Linked DNA regions of Oryctolagus cuniculus: region 1 is linked to region 2. A link is a contact called in public Hi-C data. All regions are on one chromosome and are shown on one strand. The core of a region is the stretch at or near the end of the contact, and the rest is flanking DNA. Distances in the headings are between cores, read along the strand shown. Region 1 holds the start of PPP2R5A (protein phosphatase 2 regulatory subunit B'alpha). Region 2 holds the start of NEK2 (NIMA related kinase 2).

What was found. Hi-C and Micro-C count contacts between places; a contact is called where the count stands out from the background.
Region 1: a Hi-C map of an unstated tissue shows a contact between it and region 2, with 4 times the contacts expected there. The contact joins the promoter of PPP2R5A here to the promoter of NEK2 in region 2. A contact is called at or near these places in 2 of 6 Hi-C or Micro-C datasets (skin fibroblasts and an unstated tissue).

Annotation. Positions count from the first base shown.
Region 1 is chr13:26,785,589-26,789,990 of mOryCun1.1, forward strand. It overlaps PPP2R5A (protein phosphatase 2 regulatory subunit B'alpha), which reads left to right and starts at 2,262. Exons shown (of 12, transcript XM_017347800.3): 1 at 2,262-3,178. The coding sequence starts at 2,977.
Region 2 is chr13:26,252,089-26,256,957 of mOryCun1.1, forward strand. NEK2 (NIMA related kinase 2) reads right to left here and starts at 2,602. Exons shown (of 8, transcript XM_002717530.5): 1 at 2,373-2,602; 2 at 1,385-1,602; 3 at 234-474. The coding sequence starts at 2,468.

The DNA of each region.
Region 1 (4,402 bases), core at 1,012-3,511, 530 kb after region 2:
GCCTCATGTAAATTATCTTTATTATAAATAGAACTATCCCTGACTTCTTCTACACATTTACAATCTATTTTTAATAATACCCAGATGACTACAGAACAGTAGTTCCAATATTTTTGTTTGCATAAGAATGACTTGGGAGCTTATTAAAAATAATTTCTGAGTGCTCTTCCCATAGGTTCTGGTTCTGTGTGTCTAGGGAGAGGTCCAGGAATCTGAATTTTAAATAATATCCCAGAGGATTCTGGTGTGAGTGATCTAACAGGCACATTTTCAGAAACTTTGCTGTTGAGTACTAAAAATTGTATTATGTATTGCGTATCTGTCCTGTGCTCAGTGGGGGATACAGAAGTGTAAACTAACTAAGTAACTGAGTTTTCGTTCTCTTGGTGACAGTTAGAAATGCTCAGAGGAGAAGGGGCACGCTGCTATCTCCACGTGTGATGACAGGCCCCGTGAATGATGTGGATAATAAGTGCAAGAGGAAACAAAGAAGGGACTCTTCACTTCTGACCAGATTTTATGACCGGCTTCAGAAGTTGAGCTGGGGTTGGGAGAAAAGATTGGTCTCAACAAGATGGAGAGGGGCAGGAATGGACGGATTATTTCAAGCTGTTGGAACAGCAAAGACTAAGCGTCAAGGATGCACAATTATTTTTAGAAGATCACTATGCGCAATGATGTGACTGAAGCGAAGAAAAGAACTATGTAGACACAGAGTGTGGTGTACACCCCGCATAACCACTAGGAGTTTTACCGAATTTTGACTCTGTTCTGCAGGTGGTTGGTTACAAGTAGCTGTTTACGAGACCGATCAGGCAGTGAGCATGGAAGCCCTGAACCATACTTGGCGGTCGCCCGTGCAAATTGTGAGGAGGACCTGGTTTTCAACGTTTGGGAAGGCAGAGTCATCCTGATCCGGAGCCTGACTGGATGAGGGAGGTGTCAGGGACGCTGCTGAGGTGTGAATCTCCTTGGTGGGGGGTGGGGCGCTCATCGCAGGTCCGCCACCCAGCCAATCTGAAGGGTGAGCTGTTTGAGGACAGTATGTTTGGTCCTAGGTCTGGAGTTCACCTTCCTGCCACAAAGTTGGGGTCTTCCGGGCATGCACATCAGGTAGCTTTGCAGAACTCCATGGCCGCTATTTCCATTTCGTCAAAGGAAGAGCCGATGCTGGCGGGAGAGGATTGCAGGCGCGGGTAGGACGACGCAAAGGGAGACAGACGGCTCAGCTCACGTACGCTTTATTATGCATCATTATGTACAAAACACTGCCCAGGAAACTAAGAAATTTAAAACCTAGCATTTTCAAGGAAGGGATCTTAGTGGCAAGCCGCCAAGCCACAAACCACCGATCAGCGAACTCACGCTCGGCGCGCTGGACTAGCTGAAGGCCTCGCCTGAGGGGGTAAACAGTCGCGGGACACTAAGCTAGGAATGCGACACCTCTTGGCGGGTGGGGTGGGGGGGCGCTGACGTGCAGAGAACTCTGTCCAAACCAAGCAAACGGTGCCTGAAACACCCGAGCTACAAACTCACTCCCCAACTACCAAGTACGCGGTTTAGGGTCAGAGTGGCTCCAAGGCCCGCCCAAAGACTCCAGGACCTCACGCTGATTGGCCGAGTTCACGACCTCGCCTTCCCCGGGGATCTTCACCAGCCTATCACACCGTCCCACCGCCCACCCTGGTTTTTGCCCCGCCCCTTCGCAGTGACGCAACACCTGGCGCTCTTCCGGGCCCCCTAACTCCCTACCCGTCGCTTCAGCGCCTTATTGGCCAGCAGAGAGGCGAGGGGAGGGGAGGGAACTCTGTGTGCTCTCTGAACTGCCCCTCTAGTTTTCTGGTCTTCTCATAGGTTGTCAGGAGGCAATTATAGCCCGGGCCGTCGCGCAGGCGTGCGAAAGTACCCGCGGTGGAGGGGCACTTCCCCTCCCAAAAGAATTAGTTACGCGGCTGTGACGCAGACGGCACCCCGCTACCCACTCTCACTTCTGATTGGCCGCGACTGAAGCTCGTCACACGGCCACGCCCTACATCCCTGCCTCACCTCACCGCCTTCGGACACTTGATAGACCGCCCGGGAGGCCACGCCTCACAGGGTTCCTGCCGCTTAGCGCTCCGATTGGCTGAGGAGACTGGCATGCTTTCCCGCCCCCTGTCCTCTCCGGAGCATCCCGAGGCTGGCGGGGTCCCGCGGAAGTTGTCAGTCAAACCCCTCCCTCCCCGCCCTCCGCGAGGCCCCTCCCCGGGCCGCGCGCCCTCGTGCGCGCGCGCACACGCACACACTCCCGCCCTCTGCTTGTACCAACCACCTTCTCAAGTTGTAGCGGTCGCTCGCCGGGGGTTCTCCGTGGGCGGCCGACGGGCGCGTGGGGGAGGGGGCTCGGACTGCTGGGCGCAGCCGGCGGCGCGTGCGAGCCGAGGGCCCGGGCAGCGGGTCACCGCCCCGGGCGATGAGGGGCTGGCGCTGACAGGGGAGAGCGGGCACGGCGGCGGCGGTTCCGAGGGGACCCGCGACGGCAGCGCCCCGGAGGAGGCTCCCGGCGGGGAGGGCTGCGCTGGCAGCGGCCGCTGAGGTGCTAGCCGGCCGGCCGGCTGGTCAGCAGGACTGAGGGGACGAGGAGCGCGCCCGGCGTCCGCACCTCTGTGCCCTCGCCTCAGTTGTCCAAACTTCAGGCTGCTCCCCCTTCCACCCGCCCTCTGCGCCCGGAGTCAACAACTTCTTCAGCCCCGGAGCTCGCCGCGCGGCGGGGACCAGGAGCCTCCGGCGCTGAGATGTGGCCGTGAGGCGTTGGCGGGCGGCGAGGAGCAGCTCGGCGGCGCCCGGGAGCCGGACGGCGGTTTGGCCGGGGGTCCGGGGCGCAGGGCCGCGAGCTCTCCGCGCCTCTCCCCCGCCTCCTCCTCCTCGTGCCGTCGCCGCCGCGGCCCCGCGCGGTGCAAGCAGTAGCCGGAGCTGCCAGGCGCCAGGGCCGCGGAGATGTCGTCGTCGTCGTCGTCGCCTCCGCCGCCGCCGCCGCCGGCGGGGGCTGCCAGCGCCGCCATCTCGGCCTCGGAGAAAGTGGACGGCTTCACCCGGAAATCGGTGCGCAAGGCACAGAAGCAGAAGCGCTCCCAGGGCTCGTCGCAGTTCCGCAGCCAGGGCAGCCAGGCGGAGCTCTCCCCCTTGCCCCAGCTCAAAGGTAAGCTCCGAGGGCGCAGCCCCGGCCGGCGAGCGCTGGCGGCCGCAGAGCCATTTCCTCCCCCGGGGCTCGCGGAGTGCGCGCCGCGACCCCCGCCCGCCTGTAGTGCAAACGTGTAGGCTGCGGAGTGGTGCTTCTCGCGGCTCCCGGATTCACCCTAACTTCCCACCGGGGCGAGGCCAGCACCCTGCCCACCTGCGCGCTGGCTTAACCTGCGCTTCCGATTGGGGACTGCGTCCCGCGAGGTAGAATTCTTTCCTCTCCCTCACTCCTCTTTCTGTACCCATCTTGCCTCCGCGACCTGCCTTGCCTTCCTCCGGTTTCCAAGTCTCAGCCCCTGTCTGCGGCCCTCTTCCTCCACCTTTACTTTGGCTGTTACCGTCGGCGCCCACGCCGGTCTCCACTCCCCGCCCCATGGATTGTATTTGAGTCATCGGACCTGGAATCCAAATGCAAACAGCGGTTGAGAGTTCAGCTGGCCCTCACGTGCACGAGTTTGTTTGTTTGTTTGTTTGTTTTTAATAAGGAAAAAGCCTAAAAGTCGGACCGGTGTAGGATCTTATTTGTTGAATCGTTAGCTGAAAATACCCGATTGTTTGAGACGGTACAGAGGATCGATGTGAGGACGTGTAAGGGAGTCTGGTGTTGCTTTGCGGTGGAACGGGAACTTGGTTCCCGGGCAGTAATTCAGACTTTGTAGGTTTGTACAGTGATTCAAATTGGTATCCGTGCCTAATGCCTTGCAGAAGTGCTTGGCACTCTTTTTGGCTCACTTACTTTTCCCACTAGATTCAGAGGTTTTTCAGTAAGTTTTTTCTTTTTCTTTCTTTCTTTTTTTTTTTTTTTTTTGGTGTTCTAGTTTATTCATTGTGAATTACTAACTTTTAATTTTACAATTTCAATATCTGCGTTGTATGAGACAGAAGTCGTTATGGAGTCAGATGACAGTGCTCATAGACATCCAACAAAATTCTGCAACAAGAGAAACTTAATGGAAACCTGAATCATATGTTTTGTAAGGCTGGGAAATTAAAGAGATAAATGTTCAGATTTCTCAAACCATTTGAAAAAAGCTCCACAATCCCCTCAAGGCCAGTCTGGTTTCAATTTGTCTTTGGGCCTGTGAATCCAGCCTTAGCTTGGCAAGGAGTCTAAAGAAAACCCCAGATCAAATCACAGTTGACCTGCAGTAGTTCTGGAACCCCATTCAAACCCTACACTGCC
Region 2 (4,869 bases), core at 1,352-3,851:
CTGTCAAAAAAAAAAAAAAAAAGTTCCATAAAAGCTCGAGTTGAACTACTAACCTACAGGAACTTAATGGTCAGGTGGCTCATCGGGAAAAATGTAAACTTCAAAATAAATAACATTATTAATTTTGGGCTATTAGATATTACTAAACAAACAAACCAACAGACTGAATGTCCTTGCGTTTGGACATTTAGCATTCAGATGGTCAAAAAGTCACAAAATTCAGGGGTACTCACAGGAGACATGTAATAAGGTGTCCCAACAAAGGTCTTTGCAAAACTCGTATCGTGGTTTAATATCCTCGCTAGCCCAAAGTCTCCAAGCTTGACGTTTTGCTTGCCATCCAGGAAAACGTTGGCTGGTTTCAGGTCCCGATGCAGCACAGTGTGGCCGCCGTCACTTCGCCGGTGACACTCTTTTAGGGCCAGCGTCAACTGAGTCATCACTCGAAGAACAAAGTCTTCATCTAAGTACTGTCTGAAAGCAAAGCAGTTACACAGCATGGAATTCTGGGATCGTTACAAGGATGGGACGGGATGCAGTGGATTATCTGGCTTTTAATGTGGACGAATGGGGCACGATGTTATATTTTTTAAAGATTTATTGCATAGTGGGTTAAAGCCCCAGCCTGCAGTGCCGGCACCCCACATGGACGTCAGTTCAAATCCTGGCTGCTCCTCTTCCAATCCAGCTTTCTGCTATGGCCTGGGAAGGCAGTGGAAGATGGTCCAAGCCCTTGGGGCTCCGTACCTGTGTGGGAAACCTGGAAAAAACTCCTGGATCCTGGCTTCAGATCAGCTCAGCTCTGGCTGTTGCAGTCATTTGGGGAGTGAACCAGCAGAATGGAAGACCTCTCTCTGGCTCTACCACTTTCTGCAACTCCGTCTTTCAAATAAAGTAATTCTTAAAAAAAAATTTATTTTATTTGAAAGGCAGAGTTACAGAGAGAGAGGAGACAGAGAGAGGTCTTCCATTCCACTGGTTCACTCCCCAAATGGCTACAACAGCCAGGGCTGCGCCAGGCTGAAGCCAGGAGCCAGGAGCTTCCTCCAGGTCTCCCATGTGGGTGTAGAGGCCCAAGGACTTGTGCCATCCTCCTCTTCTTTCCCAGGCACATTAGCAAGGAGCTGGGATCAGAAGTGGAGCAGCAGCCAGGACTCCAACCAGTACCCATATGGGAGGCCGGTAGCGCGGGCGGCGGCTTATCCCATCATGCCACACACTGGCCCCGGGGAAAATGTTATTTTGATGTGAAACCTGGGTGTTGAGCCATGCCAGGAATTTCCTAAAATACCATGGACTCACAAAATACAAGAAGTCTTCCACTATCACAAGATGCTTAACAGAAACGCGAGCAGGCCCACGTCAGCTGCCAGTTCCAGATTACCTCTCCTTGGTTCCCTTGGCAATCACGCTCGCCAGGTCCCCTCCTTCGCAGTACTCCATCACGATGTACAGAGTCGTGTTGGTTCGGTCGATGATGCGGTCATAGTAGCGCACGATGTTCGGATGCTTCAGCTCGCGAAGCAGATTCACTTCAGATACAAGCATCTGCTTCTCAGCCTCTGTCATGGAGCCATAGTCAAGTTCTTTCCAAACTAATATCTGGAACCAGAATGGCCAAGGTCTGAATAAACTTCCCATTCTTTCAAAAAGAATTAAAGCGCCAACATGTGAAGAACTCACCTCCCTTTAAAATATAGCCTACAAAAGCCAAGGTCATTATCATCTAATTTAGTGCAATAAAGGTAGAGTCCTGTGTTGCCATCCTCAACCTTTCTCCAGCTTTTGAGCAGTGAAAGATGCTTTGCAGGTTGGGGGTCGGGGGGAGAGAAGGGGGTGCACTAGGCCTCCCACCTCGCCCCTATGAGCTGTCCGTGGGAGGATGGCAAAGCCCCTGAGCATTGCGACTGGTCACGCTTTCCCAGGGCTCAGCAGCGGGCAGTTTCCCCGGCAACGTCTCCTTCTGTACAAGATCCACCTACACACATCGGGAAACGCCCACCCCCAAATCCGGAGAATTGCTATTATTTAAATGATATGTAAATGTCAGGTTCCCTTGGTCCCAAGAGGGTCAATCTTCTCCACAAACAGCTCAGGGGTCAGCTGCCTGTCACCAAAGGGAAGCCCTTGGCAGGTCAAAGCAGGAGAAAGGGAGGAAAGGGGAGAAGAGGGGACACGATGGGAAAAAAATTATATATATATTTTTCAAAGGACGAAGTCTCCCGCCCCGCAGGACAAGCTGTCAGCGCACGCCTGGAGAGAGGGCTGAACCTTCCCGGCGCCCAACAGCCTCGGGCCCCGCGGATCCCCGGGGCGGCCCCGGGCGGACGAAACCTCCGCCGGGGCGGGGACAGGGAAGGGCCCGCGCTCACCTTGCCGTCGCTCTTCCTCCGGACCTTCTGGCAGCGGCCATAGGAGCCCGTGCCAATGGTGTACAGCACTTCGTAGTCCTCCACCCGGGACGGCATGGCCGAGCCCGTCGCCGGACTCGCGCTCCCCCCGGCAGGTCGCGCCGCGGCCACAGAGCTGAGGCCAGCACCCCGGAGAACCCCCCCAGGCTGCCCCGACCCGCTCCCCGGCCTTCGGCCCGGTTTAACCGTCGCGGGCCCGGATCTCGCAATCTATTGGTGGACGCCGAGGTCTCTTCGTCCCTCTGATTGGCTGAGACGATCACAACACCCTAGGCATCCTGGGAAAAGTGTGTCGCTAGGCAACCGCGTCGGCTTCGCCTTCAGCGTGGACTTCCTTCTAGGGGAGGAGGGGGCGGAGCTAAACCAAAGGAAGGGCTAGGGAAAGAAAACGCGGAAGGCAGGTGGGTCTTAGCAACAATATCCCTCCGGTTGAGATCGCCTAGGTAACCGAGGTTCGGGACCTTTCCAGAGACCCTCAACCAACTGCCTTCTGACCTTTGCACTCTGACCCCTCGCGACTCCTCTGGTACCCTGAATCTGGGCGGGGCCGCGCTGGAGACTGAGTACAAAGGGGAACCGAGCTGTTCTCGGAAGGAGTCACAGCTTCCGCTGCGGCAGGACCGCCCGAAGTCCCCGCGTGGCGTCCACAGCGCCCTGGGGAGCGGGAATTCGCATCCCTGCTGTTTCCCAAGCCCGGGAGGCGGAAACCCCTTGCTTCAGGCCCAACAGCCGAGATCAGACCCATCAGCACAAAAACAGTGGCTGCTCCTGGTGTTGACTTCGGCCTCGCGCGTGGCCTGGTGGAGGGACGAGCAGCGTGCAGGCCTGTTCCACACGCAGACGTGCACAAACCTGGGGGAGAGGTCGGAAGTCCCTGATGCGTGGGGGGAGCCATGCATATAGTGGCTCTGAGGCAGGCGCAGCTTCCTACCAAAAATTATTTTAAAATTATTTTTAAAAATTATTTTAAAAGAAGCTACTAAATAGGTTTTCTGGGTTCCAGTATTAAGTATTCTCAACTGAGAATACTTAATGAGCCACGGTAGGGCACCCGCAGAAGTGAGCATTCTCAGCTCTCCCAGCCCAGTGAAACTGTCCCAGAGTCCCAGCGAGGGCTGGGTCGGGGAGCATTGAAGCCAATGCGTGGCAGTGTGTAAGCAGGTCAAGATTCTTTAGATATCTGTTCAGTATGGTGTGGAAAGGAGCTTATGGTAGGTGAGCAATAAATATTTGCTGATACGCTTTGCCTAGGAGCTGCTCTCCAGGCTCCTGGGATGCCTGCATCACAAATCAGTGTCCCAGGTGGAGTCCCTGCTACTCTGTTTCTGTTCCCACCCAGGTGGGAGACGCAGAGGGAGTTCCTGGCCCCTGGTTTCAGCTTGGCCCAGCCCTAGCTCTTGTGGGCATTTGGGGAGTGAACATGTGGATGGAAGATCTGTCTCTCTCTCTCTCTCTCTCTCTATCTCTCTCTCATTGTCACCCTGCCTTTCAAACAAATAAAAATAAAAAAGCTTAAAAATAAAATTGGAGAAAGCTGTTTATTAAGAACTATGCAAGGATTTGGAGGGAGCCTCAGATACTCGGTTTTCCAATGCCCTTTGCTCTATGGCGGAGACAAAATATTTGGGAAGGAGTCATTCCAGGAGTGGAATGTGGCCTGTAGGCACTGCTCATCCAGAAAATATTTGTTGAGTCCTTACTATGAAGCAGGTATGACAGGCATTGATATGCTTGGTGTTTGCTTACAAAGAGAGAGTGGAGCCACAGTGACCACAATAAAGGGTGGTGGAGGCATGACATGACAAAATGCTAACGACTGGTCAACAGTCGCCCCTCATTTCTGGATGGGGGAAGGGCAGAACTGCCCCAGAACCCTCTAGACCCCGGGATAGAGACATCGGTGACTGAGGATCAGGTGGGCGTCCAACAGGAACGTGTTACATTCCCATGCCCTTATTGCTTCCTGTCTCCATAGCCCATCAACTCTTGGTAATATTTATGTATTTATTTGAAAAGCAAAGACAGAGACAGAGATCTCCCATTTGCTGATTCACTCCCCAAATTCAAATACTTGCAATAGCTGAGGCTGGGCAGGAGCTGGGAACTCAGCCTGGGCTTCCCGTGTGCATGGCAGGAATCTGACTGCCTGCTTCCCTGCGGGGTAGGCCCTAAGTCCAGGCTGGGACCAGGAGCAGAGGCAGGACTTGGCAGCAGGCACTCCGGTATGGGACGCATACCCTGCGTCCCAAGTGGTCCCTTCACCACTATGCTGAATGCCCGCCCCTCCAGCCATTCCTCAAGATTCAACTCATGCCGTTTCTTCCCTGAAGTTTTGCCAGATTGGCTTTGATCCACTGCTGTCTTCTGGTGATTCCCAAGTCAAGACCGTGCTCCTCACGCACTGAGAACTTGCCGTAGACAATGCTATTAATACTAGCTTCTCCTCCGGGTCCATCTT